2 separate regions of the Mus musculus genome follow, and region 1 is linked to region 2. Evidence: chromatin contacts called from public Hi-C data. All regions are on one chromosome and are shown on one strand. The core of a region is the stretch at or near the end of the contact, and the rest is flanking DNA. Distances in the headings are between cores, read along the strand shown.

Evidence for each region. Hi-C and Micro-C count contacts between places; a contact is called where the count stands out from the background.
Region 1: a contact with region 2 is called in a Hi-C map of bone marrow-derived macrophages, with 2.3 times the contacts expected there. The contact joins two enhancer-like sites. A contact is called at or near these places in 3 of 484 Hi-C or Micro-C datasets (bone marrow-derived macrophages, cortical neurons and forebrain) and 1 of 115 datasets of contacts at active chromatin or transcription factors (astrocytes).

Annotation. Positions count from the first base shown.
Region 1 is chr4:34,385,445-34,391,548 of GRCm38.p6, reverse strand. It overlaps the pseudogene Gm12754. Among named protein-coding and RNA genes, the nearest start is that of Gm46882, 17 kb to the right of the region's middle. Within about 2 kb of position 4,723, at least 34 of the 459 cell types and tissues checked have an H3K27ac peak or open chromatin away from gene starts, as enhancers often do. A contact at or near this core is called in bone marrow-derived macrophages, where this site is marked.
Region 2 is chr4:33,729,912-33,736,533 of GRCm38.p6, reverse strand. No RefSeq gene overlaps it. Among named protein-coding and RNA genes, the nearest start is that of Gm33059, 48 kb to the left of the region's middle. Within about 2 kb of position 1,428, at least 67 of the 459 cell types and tissues checked have an H3K27ac peak or open chromatin away from gene starts, as enhancers often do. A contact at or near this core is called in bone marrow-derived macrophages, where this site is marked.

The sequences.
Region 1 (6,104 bases), core at 3,474-5,973, 650 kb before region 2:
CATTTAAAAAAATATTCTATATAAAATGAATAAGCGGAATGGATAATGACTTCTGAGGAAAAGCGAAGCTATGTTTCTTTACTTCCAAATGAATTATAATAGCAAGAGTCCAGAAGCTGTAGTTTTTAATTTTTTGTATACTTAATAAGTTAATTAGTTAATTAATTAGTTTATCACGTGTGTATGCGGATATCTCCGTTCTCTCTTTTCTGGGGGTGAGCTCAGGTTGCTTGATTTGGCAGAATGTATCCTGCTCTGAACCTTCTCATCAGCCTAGAAGGCCTGAGTCTAATATAATCACTTCCTGCTTTTCTTTCTTAATTAAAGACTGTAGGTATGTTTGTGCACACATGTATGTATGTATGTGTGCGAACATATGTGTACATGTCTCTGTGTGTGCTGTAGTACACATAGAGATCAGAAGACAGTTTTTCAGACAAGGAATGGTATTTTCTTCCACTTGACTTGAGGCAAGGTCTCTCTGCTTTCTCCTGCTATGCCGCCTGGGAGTTTTTGACCAATTTCCTGTCTCTGTCTTCTGTCTTGCTATAGAAGTATTGGGATGACTGATGCATGTTACTATATCTAGATTTTTATGTGGGTTCCAGGTGTGAAACAAGGTCACCAGAGTTGTACAGCAAGTACTTTAACCCAATATAATCTTTTACAAAATGATGGAAAGTCAAATGAGCTAATTTCAAAGAAATAATGTTTACATTGGAAACAGCTTATTTATTTTCCCCTCTTGAGATGTAGAAAAAATAATCAAATAAATGCATTAGCTTATTTGACGAAGAACATGGAACTTAATAAACATTAGTTATTGATATCATAAGGATGTGTTTTGCATCATTTTATTATCATATAATCGTTACTATCTTAGTGGATTTCATGATAAAAATTTCACACATACATATATAACATATTTTTGATTATGCTCATCCTCACTACTTCCTTTTTGTCATTACTATTCTTGCTGAACCCTTCTTTCCAACTAGTCCCTCTTCTAGAGAAAATATTTTGTGTTGCCATTTTGTGCTGCTACAACAGAAATCCTAGGACTTGATAATTTATAAGACTGGAGGGTTATTTCTCTCTGACTGCAGCATCTGGAAGAGTGGGCCCTGCACCTTGCTTGGGCAGCAGAGTAGAGCTGACTCTGGTGGTGATGGTGTGTGTAGGCCCTCAGGACCAGCTCTCCTGCCTGCTGCAAGTGGTGAGGGGTAGGGTGGGGAATGGAGGAATATCTCCCCCCTACCCATGACACTGCACTGCACAAAGGATGTACTGTGTGACAGCGTGACACACTGCAGCTTTGATCACAAGATTTTGCTTTTTTGTTTGTTTGTTTTGTTTTTTATTTTTTGTTTTCTTTTGAGGGGGAGGTGAGTGGGATTGGGATGCATGATATGAAATTTACAAAGAATCAATTATATATATATATATATATATATATATATATATATATATATATATTAAAGGAGGTAGTTTATTTCTCTCAATTGCAAGCTCAAGATGTGCATGTATTATTTACATTAATGATTAACCCCTAGTGACCAGTGTCACACGAAGAGAGTAATAAGAGGAGTGTGTGCCCTGTGGCCTGGCTTTGGTTTGTGGCCTTATGAGTCACTCTCATCAGTGTCATTGGGTCTAATCCACCTCTTTTTGAATGCAGGTGGAGCTACCACCGCGAGGCTGATTTTTGTGAAGTCTCATGTGGGGAAGACCATCATGCTTGAGGCTGAACCTTCCGACACTATAAAAAATGCAAAGGCGAAGATCCAGGATAAGGAAGGACTTCTGCCTGATCAGCAGAGTTGATCATTGCTGGTAAGCAGCTGGAAGATGGCCGTACTTTGTCTGACTACAACATTCAAATGGAGTCCACCCTTCATCTTGTGTTGAGATTTCATGGTGGTGCTAAAAAGAGGAGGAAGAGGTCTTACACCATTCCCAAGAAGAATAATCATAAGATGAAGAAGGTTAAGTTGGCTGTGCTGAAATGTTATATGGTGGATGAAAATGGCAGAATCAGCCAACCTTGTCGAGAGTGTCATTCTGATGAGCGTGGTGCTGGAGTTTTCATGACTAACACGGGCGTTACTGTGGCAAGTGTTGTCTGGCCTACTGCTTCCACAAGCCAGAAGACAAGTTGCTGTGTAATGTCTTTTGTCTGTGTGATGTCTTTTGTCATCAAAAGGAGGAACTGAAAAAAACCAAACCAAACAAGCAAACAACAAAAAATAAAACAAAAGAAAGAATAAGGGCACCCGTCTCCTGGAATCCAGATGGAACTCTCTATGCTTCCCATGTCTTCCCCTTTCTGCCTGAATATGTGACTGCCCAAAGGCTGTTGTCCGAACCTGCTTGTCCCGTGCCTGTGTATGTGTCTGTCCCTAACAAAAGGCTTCTCTCTGTATTTATTGGATGACATAGATAACATCACAGTGTGGTGTGGGGGAGGAATGGGATAATTTACAGAAATCTATAACGGAGATTTACAAGGGATTAAGACAGTGACTCCAGCTGATCTCAACTGGCCCAGATAAGAAACATCATTGTTTATCAGCTAGTATCCATGCTTCAGCCTTCATGGTAGATTTTAGGAAGTGGCTTTCAGTTTCTGTATTTGCTACTTTCAGCAAATGATTTATATGCATCATCTCTCTCAGGGGCAAAGAAGAGCACATAACATAAAATTACAGCTAGGTGTTAGCTCAGGTTTAAGATGATTGTATAGAAAATCCAAGGCACGTAAGTTTGATTGATACATCAAACTCAGGTTAAACAAACAGTTTGAGTACATAGTAGGCCAGCAGTCTTAAGCCTTAGTGACTTCAGTCTTAAGTTTCAGTCTCTTGTGTAAGGGATATTTTCAGAATATTGCATCACCTCAAAGATTAGGCTTACAAGGAGTAGGGCTTGGTGAGGCCTTTCTTTTTTTTTTTTTTTTGAGACAGGGTTTCTCTGTATAGTCCTGGCTGTCCTGGAACTCACTCTGTAGACCAGGCTGGCCTCGAACTCAGAAATCCGCCTGCCTCTGCCTCCCAAGTGCTGGGATTAAAGGCGTGCGCCACCACGCCCGGCTGGTGAGGCCTTTCTTGATATGATTAGAAATTATTAGAAATATATTTGAACAAACCGTTGATAGTGTCATGGTTACAGATATTATTATGTGAAAGGCACTGGGATAGAAGAGCTAAGGAGCTGGACACAACTTTGACCCTTATTTGCCTTACCATCCAGGATGTCCTCCTACATCAAGAAGTTGTCCAGTATGCTGAAAAAGGGAATTCATTTTATTGGCCCATATCTAGGCTTGGAAACACAAAGAGGAAAAATAAATTCAGCCCAGTGAAATTAGATTTACTTTCAAGTGTGTAATTTTTTTTTCTTGAAGAACATAATTCTTAGAATTAAAAAAAATCCAGAAGGTTGAAGCAGAGGTATTTTGTAGTGTGCATGTGTATGTGTGTGTGAGTGTGTGTGTGCGCGTGCGTGCGAGTGTGTTGTTGTTTTATGAGTCAGTGGTTGATGACTGAAGTTTGGAATGTGATAGGACTCACAGGTTCTTGACAGTATGGTAATAGGGCTACTGCCCTAGTATGATGGACTCTTAACAGACGGTTGAATAAGTATCAGGATGCTAAGAGCCATCTATGAAAATGCCTCCATTTCAAGGAGTAAAGAAGCCCAAAGAATTTCTCGTTGGAGCTGGGGAAGAATTAGGTAATCCAATCAAGCTTAATTCTTTAAATTCATTTTGATTTCTCTCTCTTCTTGAAAAGAAGGTGTCTTATTCTTGACTAACTCTCAGTAAGTCTTTTACCTCTGTTTCTCAAGTGCCGCATTTACACTTGTGAGCCGTAACTAGGTATAACTTGGACTTTAAACAGCAAGAAACAAAATTGGCGTGAGTCATCTTTTCCATAATTAACTCATCAATCCTGTTACCTCGTCAAAGTCAATGTCCTTCTTTTTATTGTTTCTCGGCTATTGTCTTCTGCTTAGGGCTGTCTGTTGCGTGATAACTCAGCAAATAAAAGCAGGGGGAGAAGAAACTGAAATGAGTAGGGGAAAAGAAAGGGCGTTAGTTTCTGGAACCTTAAGAAAAGCTTTGGGCCCTTCCTGAGTGTTCCCTGACCCTGGTGCATCAAGTCTCTGCCAGATGAGGTGCATCTGTGGGAAGAGTCTCAGTGAGGGGTAACGGGGAGGAGGACAGCACTTAGGATATAAATAACCAAATAAATGGATACATTCACAAAAAGAAAAGAAAAGCTTTGAGGACATGGTGCTACCAGTCCTCCCGTGTTTGGAGACTAGAACAAGTACTGCCATCAAGTTTGTTTCAGTGAGGTGAAGTCTCCAGTGTTGCTTCGGCCATAGTGAGTGCTGCATAAATATTATTGGTGGATTAAGCAATAAGTCAAGACTGCCCAGGTCTATGATATGAATAAAAAGGAAACGTTCTGTGAAATTCTGTGATATAGGGCAAGTTTAACTTTAGAGACCTCCAGGACTTGTCTCACTTCTGGTTTCTGATCCCTGAATTATCTTTCCCATGTTGGGTATCAGAAAGATTTGCAATGAAGTAGCCATGGTGCCTTGGTAAGTTTTTCTAATCTTAATGGTATTCGTGGGTTGCAGGAATGTTCTGCCTGCTCCCTGTGAGGGATAATTTCTACCACCCTGCTTGATGGAGAGGCACAGAAAGAAACCTCTTTGGTATTCTATGGTGTTTGCGAAGAGATTTGCCCTGTAGCTTGGGCTGTGCAGTGACTACTAAAGAGAGGAAGTAGGATTTTCTGTGATAAGTGCACCTTGGTCTCTAGTCCTGAAGACAACCCCATTAATGACTTTCCTGTTATTTTAGAGCTCTGACTATCTTCCAAGTATATTACCAGGCTCTCATTCTCATGATTTAATTGTCACATTGTGCACTTTGTAACAATAAAAAAGGGAACTATGTGCAGTGCATGAATAGGAAGTGGTTTCCTTAGCAACGGTTGCAATGTGAATACTATCTCAAATGACATGGGTTTCCCCCTCTATTCATTACACCTAAATGTAGTCCCTAGCCTATTCTTAATCTTCTCTTCTCCTTAGCATTTAGAATCATGTACTCATTGAGAATCTATTATAGTTTGGAGGGTAAATCGGGATTTTATGCACACATATAACACACGGTGTCTGTACTGTTGTTCAGGTGTTGTATTTGAGTACATCTATCTGGCTTGGAAACATTCAGAAAATCAGGTGACTTGTGCAAGTTGCCCTCTTTCCCAAACCTGGACATTTTTACCCTTGTGGCGGGTTCTTCTTGATGTCATTTTGAAATGCAAACACTCCAGTGACTGTCCCAACCTGGGATCCACCTCATGGGTGGGCACCAAAGCCTGACATTACTGATGCTATGTTGTGCTTGCATGGCTGTCCTCTGAGAGGTTCTACCAGCAGCTGATTGAGACAGATGCAGATGCATATAGCCAACTATTAGACTGAGGTCGGGGACCCCCATGGAAGAGTTAGGGGAAGGATTGAAGGAGCTAAAGGAACCCCCATAGGAAGACCAACAGTTTCAATTAATCTGTACCCCTGGGAGATCCCAGATTCTAAGCTACCAACACAGGTTGGTCCGAGGCCCCTGCACATATATAGCAGAGGACTGCCTTGTCTGATTGGAGACAATTTACCTACTTCTCTAGAAAGACTTAAGGCCCCAGGGAAGGGGGATGCCCAGGAGGTAGGGTTGGGAAGAAGGAGAGCATCCCCTTAGAGACAATAGGGAGGGGGGACCAGGAGGTGGGCAATGTTCGAATGTAAATAAATAAAATAATTTGAAAAATGCAAACTCTCAAAACTAGGAAGAATACAAGATGTAAATGTTGAGGGAAATCAGATTTTATTGGAAGTGGTAAAGACTGAGAGTGGATGCTGTTGTCATCTTATAATGTAATGGCTAAACCCCGAATCAGCCCCCCCCCCTTTTTTCCTTTTTCAGGCAAAGCACCTGTAATGTAGAGTAACCACTAGAATCTTCTACTATATGTCTTTTAAAATGATCAAAATTTTTTGACGTGTCCTGGAGCTGGAGTTACACG
Region 2 (6,622 bases), core at 179-2,678:
TCTCCACTCTCTAATAACAGTATCAGCTGTGCAAACTACTACTGCTCCCTTCCCATCAAAGCTGTGTTGTGAGGAGACATTTTTCTTTCTTTGTCCCAATACTATCCCGATGATGAAAGAAGAGTCCCCCAGATTATTTGTTACCTTAGGGGGACGAGCGTGCTGTTAATCACAAGCCCATCCAGGCAAGATTCTAAATGTTAATAGACTACCAGGGCCTGGAGGAGAGGCCATTTTTCGGCTGGGGAAGCGGCTGGCAGCAACCCCATCTCACAGCATTGACTCATGCCTGAATCACAGCCAGGCTGGCAGGATGTTGTTTTGGGGAAGTTCGCAGGCCTGTCAAAAACCTGCTGTTGCCATTGGCTGATATTATGCAAGATTCCAAATGATATATTTATATTCTCCTTTTGGATTTGTTGTGTGGTGTGCCCCCCCCCCCCAATTCTCCAGCAAGCTTCAAATGGCCAAAATGGAATGCATAAACAAACAAACAAACAAACAAACAAACAAAGGTAGACTCATCATAAACTGAAGGCACTTTGCTCTAAGCTCCCTTAGGCAGCCAGGTCAGAACAGTGCAGGGAATTTGCTGCAATCATTAAAGCCTCACTCAGGAAGGGTATGGCAAGCCCCGAGCCTCCATGCATGGCTTCATCCAAGTTTCTTTCCTCCCTGTATAAATCTCTGCAGCTTGCACAGGGATAACAGATTAAGCAAGGCCCCTGGTGCACTTCCTTTGTTGCAGGCTGACTGGTGACTGGGAGAGGGGATGTGGTGGTAACTGCAGAGTTTGTGAGATTCACAGAGGCTCAGCTTTCCCATCTGAGCTTCTCTGACCCAAGCCTGTGAAGAGTTTAACCAGGGAGGCTGAGGAAAGTCTTCCCAACTGTGTCACCAAGTGCTGAGAAGTTCCTCGCAGGAACTTGGTAGGCAGAGAGAGTGTGAGTGAATTCATTTGTATGCCTAATTTAAGACACAATTGAGAGGCACAGTGTTCTAATAGATGGAGTTCTGGCTGAGGAATTAAGAAACCCGAGTTCCATTCTTAGCTCAGCACAGTGAAACTGAGGCTTGGCATTTTCCAGGAGGATTTGAACTCTAGAGACAGTCAATTCAGGACAAAAACTGATAGAGTGATCCAACCTCAACCCCCGTTATCTACAGCTTCCGTCAAGCCGATCGAAAGCAAATTTAGCCATTCTTAAATTCTTAGAAAAGTCCTAACGAAAAATGTCCTTTGAATAATCCCCTAGAGGAAAAGGTGGAATTGTTTAGCATTCACTCTTCAAGGGGAGCTGTCTTTGGACCTTGTTCAAAGCAGACCCATAGCGTGGAGGAGGGGCTCCTACTCCCAGACACTGGCGATAGGGAGGCACCAGCACTCTTTCAAGTCCTGCCCAGGGCACTGGACACAGCTGCACTGCAGCCTCCCTGGGAAAATGACCTTGGCCATTAGCCTGCGTGCTTAGTGGTTGCTTCCGTCTCAACCTCACACTCGGGGGCATTTTAGATTCAGGAAGCAGAGCGATCCATGCTCGCAGTTTCCCAGTGACCACTCACTGCCCAGACTTGGTTAGTAACATATGGAAGCTCAGCCCTGGAAATGTTCTCAGGCCACCACAGCTACATGAAGAGAAAGAACAGTTAGAATGGTGTCAGATTTATCCCTTAAAATCATCTTCACTTAAGGAATTAACAGAGTAGCCTGTGAATACTACTATAATAGTCATATGCCGCATGCAAAGTGACTGTTCGCCTCTGACTCTTTGTCCATGTAGTTTAAATTTCTGAATATCACCAGCCTGGATCTGTCCTCTCTACCATGTCTTTAATAAACATTTAACTTTTATTGTGTTTTTTTTTTGATTCAGTCATTCAACAAATATTCCTTTGTACCAACTGTGTATTTAAGAACACAAAGTGTCTGTCCCTGGCCTTAAGAAGTTGACCCTCCAGAAAGAAAAGAAAGCCAATCAAGACAGGGCTAGCTCGTGGATGCTCTGAGATGAGCCTTGGAGTTCAGTGTGGAAACAAAGGAAGGGGAGAAGCAGACACTGTTCAGAGAGCTACCTATGTTATTTAGACATTAAGGTGTTAGAAAAAGAGAAGGTTTACCTGAGGATGGCATGGTTCAATATACAGACCATTCAGGTCCATGGGCAGAGCTTGTGTTAGAAATATTTCATGGAATTGGATTTCCAAATCCACTTTCTCCATTCTGTTAATAAACCCTTCCCAGCTGACAAAGTCTACATCAGAACACCTTGACCTGACTCACTTAGGCAGAGGGTATGGTAAATAGACAAACAGAGCCTACCTTGAGATTTTTGAAGCAGCTAAAGAATAGACTCTCTTTCAGCTGAAAATAAAAATTTTCTATAAGCCTAGAACTAAGCTATCATTAACCTATTCATTGAGAGGGCCTGCCAGAAAAGGAGACAGTCAGAGGATGTGCCATGCCCATCCCAGACTGAGCATCTTAAATTTCTATGTTACATGTGTCTGCTTGAGTGTTCTTTCACTTGCAATCAATCCTAGTATAGTGAGATAGGAGAACCAATCAGAAAACTGCTAGAATAGGCCAGGTGAGAGGTCAAATGTAGTAAGCCAAGGCAGTGGGAAAGGGATCAAAGAAAATAGTAACAAAATTGAAAGGCCCCGAAGGACTGGGTTTTGTGACTGATGAATAAGCCTGAGAAGAAGGTTCATAGAATTAGCCCGGGGGCTTTGGTTTACTTTGTCACGATGGTGCCACTCACTAACACAGAAGATTAATAAGAAGGCTTGAAAAATGAAGAGAATGAGTTTGACTGTGGACATGTTGAATCAAGTCCTGTGGGCTATCCAGATGGAGATGTGCAGTGGGCAGTTGGATAATGATTTTAGGAGTCAGAAGAAAAACCAGAGATCCTGTGTTTAGAAGCAACAAATGGGGCTTACAGATTCCTCCAGCTCATCAGACTAATGAATGTTAGAGGACATGAACACCCAAGTGGGAATAGCCCCAAATACCTGCTTTCTCAGAGACATTATAACTTTGTATACTTTGAGTATCACAATTCTTGTTTCCATAGAAATATCAGGTGATTGCTAAATTCCTTTTTTTTTTTTTTTTTTTTTTTTTTTTTATGAGACAGGGTTTCTCTGTGTAGCCCTGGCTGTCCTGGAACTCACTCTGTAGACCAGGCTGGCCTCAAACTCAGAAATTTGCCTGCCTCTGCCTCCCAAGTGCTGGGATTAAAGGCATGTGCCGCCACTGCCCGGCTGCATTGCTAAATTCTTAACATCGTCAGAGTCTAGGCGTTAAGTGGTACCTGTCATCCTTTAGTCAGTGGGACAACTGGAAGTGCCCAAACATAGCTTCAGACATTTCCTGGAGGGACTGTGTCACCTTTCACATATGATATAAGTCGCTGACTGGTGTCTGGATCCATGTGTTAGCATAGGCACAACCTTCTACTACTGTTATATTTACACAAATATAGATAAAATGGATAGCTATCTAAAACATACAATGGATGTATGTTCTCTGGAGAAGCCAAAATGCTTCCCCATGGTGAAGCCTGACTCATGCTGACCCATGCAGCCTGACTGACTAGACTCCCCTCCCACCTCACTGGCTTCAGCATCAGGAGTGTTAGAGTTACAAGTGCCAGCCACCATGACCAGCTCTGCCCATCTGCTCAGCTATTCTTGGAACTCCCATCTACTTAGACCAACACTTAGGAGATCTATCTACAATGGCCACCCTCTTACTTTATACCACTTGGAATGCATCGTTTTTTGAGTGCAAATATGACCATGTACGTGACAACACACATCCAACTACCCATTTAAAAACAAAAAAAGTCTGCTTTTGTGCCCTTTCTAAGCTTCTGAAACAATTGAATATCAAAGTTAACCAATACAACAGTACGCTTAGAAGGTGAACTTCTAGTAATGTGAAGTCACACTTACCTGCAAATGATTAGGTTTCCATGTCCCGCAAATGGGGATTACATGCAATGTAGGTCTTGTAGCCTCTGGTTGTGATGAAGAAATAAAAGGTGTTCTGAATTGTTCTGTGATTGGCTCCTTAATTCAAAGAGTAATGGGTACCTCCCAGACTAATTTGAAAGCTTTCGGGTTTTTTGACAAGCTCATTAATTTGCACAGTACCATGAATTAACTTGTGTGTAAACATAGCAATGTGATGAATTAAATGTATTAAACAAAGTGTATTGAGTGCTCGCTACCTTATATACTGGCTCTCAAGTGAAAAGTCTCTGGAAATTAGCTTGTCTTTATCTCTTAGGCGGAAACTGCAGGAGGCTAATTTTTCCCCTCATTTCCACAGTGGTAGTAAAAGCCTAGTTGCTAGAGAGAGTGGAAAAAGAAAAAGCAGCAAGGGGCTGAGGGTGGAAAGAATGTCCCTGGCATTAACCTATCTACAGCAACTAAAGGATATTTTTCCAACCTTTGTGCAAGGGTAGAGAGGACAATGGGAATCCTGTTGTCTAAAGCTGCTTGTTAGCAGCCTGACACCTAGTCAGCGTTACATGGCCTATTCATGGGACTTCCAAATTAAGTAATTTGTGATATAAGTAGCTTCCATGCTGCCTCATTACCACAGAAACAGATGACAGGACACCTCCTGTTATCACCTCCACAATGCTCCGAGCCTTCCTTCTGCCCCTCACCTGTGCCAGCACGCACTCTATGGTATGGTGGGGACACTGCACTTGGATGCAGTTGTTGTAAAGAGAAGAGAGGGAGAGCTGGCACTTCCTCTGGACTTTGTTTCCAGGTCGGGCAGAGGATTCTGCCAGAAAAAGAGTAGTTTGCAGCAAACAGTGGGAAGGTTTGCCCACTCTGTAGTCTGTATCTCTACTGAAATATTGCAAAGGGACACAAAGGTAGGTATAAAAATGTTTCTGATGACAGATCAACAGTCCTCAAAGAGCTGTGTTTGCTTTTTGTCCCCAGGAGTATCCTCCCCCGTCTCTGAAAGTGCCTTCTGCCCTTCATCAGCTCAACTCTATTTGGAACAAGCTACCTCACCAACAGGAAATGCTTCCTGTGAATATAAAATAAATCTAAGCAAATGAAGTATACAAAAGCATTTTCATGTGGCTTAATGGTAATTCTCTTCCTTATGTGGTGAAAGTCTGTATTTCTAATTCTTATTTATGAAATATTTAACAAAAGCTGATTATAAAAGTGCCACTGTTGTGACTACTATAACTACTACTACAACAATATTATCAACATTACATTTAAAGAAGAGTAATGGGTACCTCCCAGACTAATTTGAAAGCTTTCAGGTTTTTTTGACAAGTTTTAACTGGACTAACTCCGAAGCTATTCTTTTTCTCTGCCACAGCACTGCTGTTCGTCAGTGGTTTTCAAGTTTCCACATCCATCAGAAATTCCTGGAGGCTCTAGGAGATCACCAACTACAGAGCCTGGCTCAGACTTTCTTTTTCAGTACGTCTATCATTGCTATGATAAAAGGGGGAATAATTTTGACTCATGGCCTCCAAAGGTTTTTCAGAGTCCATTGTTTCTGGACCATGTGCAGAATGTTGTTGAAGCAGGAACGTGGGGAAGAATCAAGCTGTTCACTTCTCAAGAGATATAAGTCAAGGAGCAAGGGAGCAAGGGAAGGGCTCAGAACAAGATGTGTTCCTCAAGGACATGCCCCAATGACCTAACTCCTCCAAGAAGACCTACTACTGCCAATAGTGATGTCCTTTATGAGTCTGTCAAGAAAATAAGTCATCTGTTGCATCAGAGGCCTTGATCTTGATCTTTGTAAATCTCCTCACTGTGCTTAACTCAGTCAGACTGACAAGGTTAAGCATCACAGTACAAGTAGAAGGGGCTCGAGAATTTGCTCCTTAAAAGAAGGAAGATACTGGTGTTCCTGTGCAGAGGGCTGAGTCCATGTTACCTATGTTTATGCGTTGTTGGTTTTCTGTTCTTGGAAGGTTGATGTCCTCTATTTTTAAAATACAAACAAAATAAACTGGAATACATACGCACTCAATAAGAAAATGCCATTTCATGCCCTTATCACAGTACATCTATGTCTTTTGAGTAAACAATCAAATATATCATCCAATTGCATGGGAGTATGTAAATAATCAAAGTAGAATATGTCATTATAGACTTTTTAAGAAAGATATATGTATGCACTTAAGTGTCTTTTAGGTTCACCATGAGTAAACTTCTGAAGATATCAAAATTTCATAGTGTATGGTAGTCTGTATTTCTAATTCTTATTTATGAAATATTTTTAAAAAGCTGATTATAAAAGTGCCACTGTTGTGACTACTATAACTACTACTACAGCAATATTATCAACATTACATTTAAAGAAGAGTAATGGGTACCTCCCAGACTAATTTGAAAGCTTTCGGGTTTTTTGACAAGTTTTTTTTGACAATATAACTTTTTAGGTAAGAGGAAAAAATGTAGATGAAATGAACTGCAAGGCTCTATCAGACTTTGAAACGTCACTGGACAACATATAAAATCAAAACACTCTTTCTTTCTTCCTTTCTTTCTTCCTTCCTTCCCTTCTTCTTCTTCTTCTTCTTCTTCTTCTTCTTCTTCTTCTTCTTCTTCTTCTTCTTCT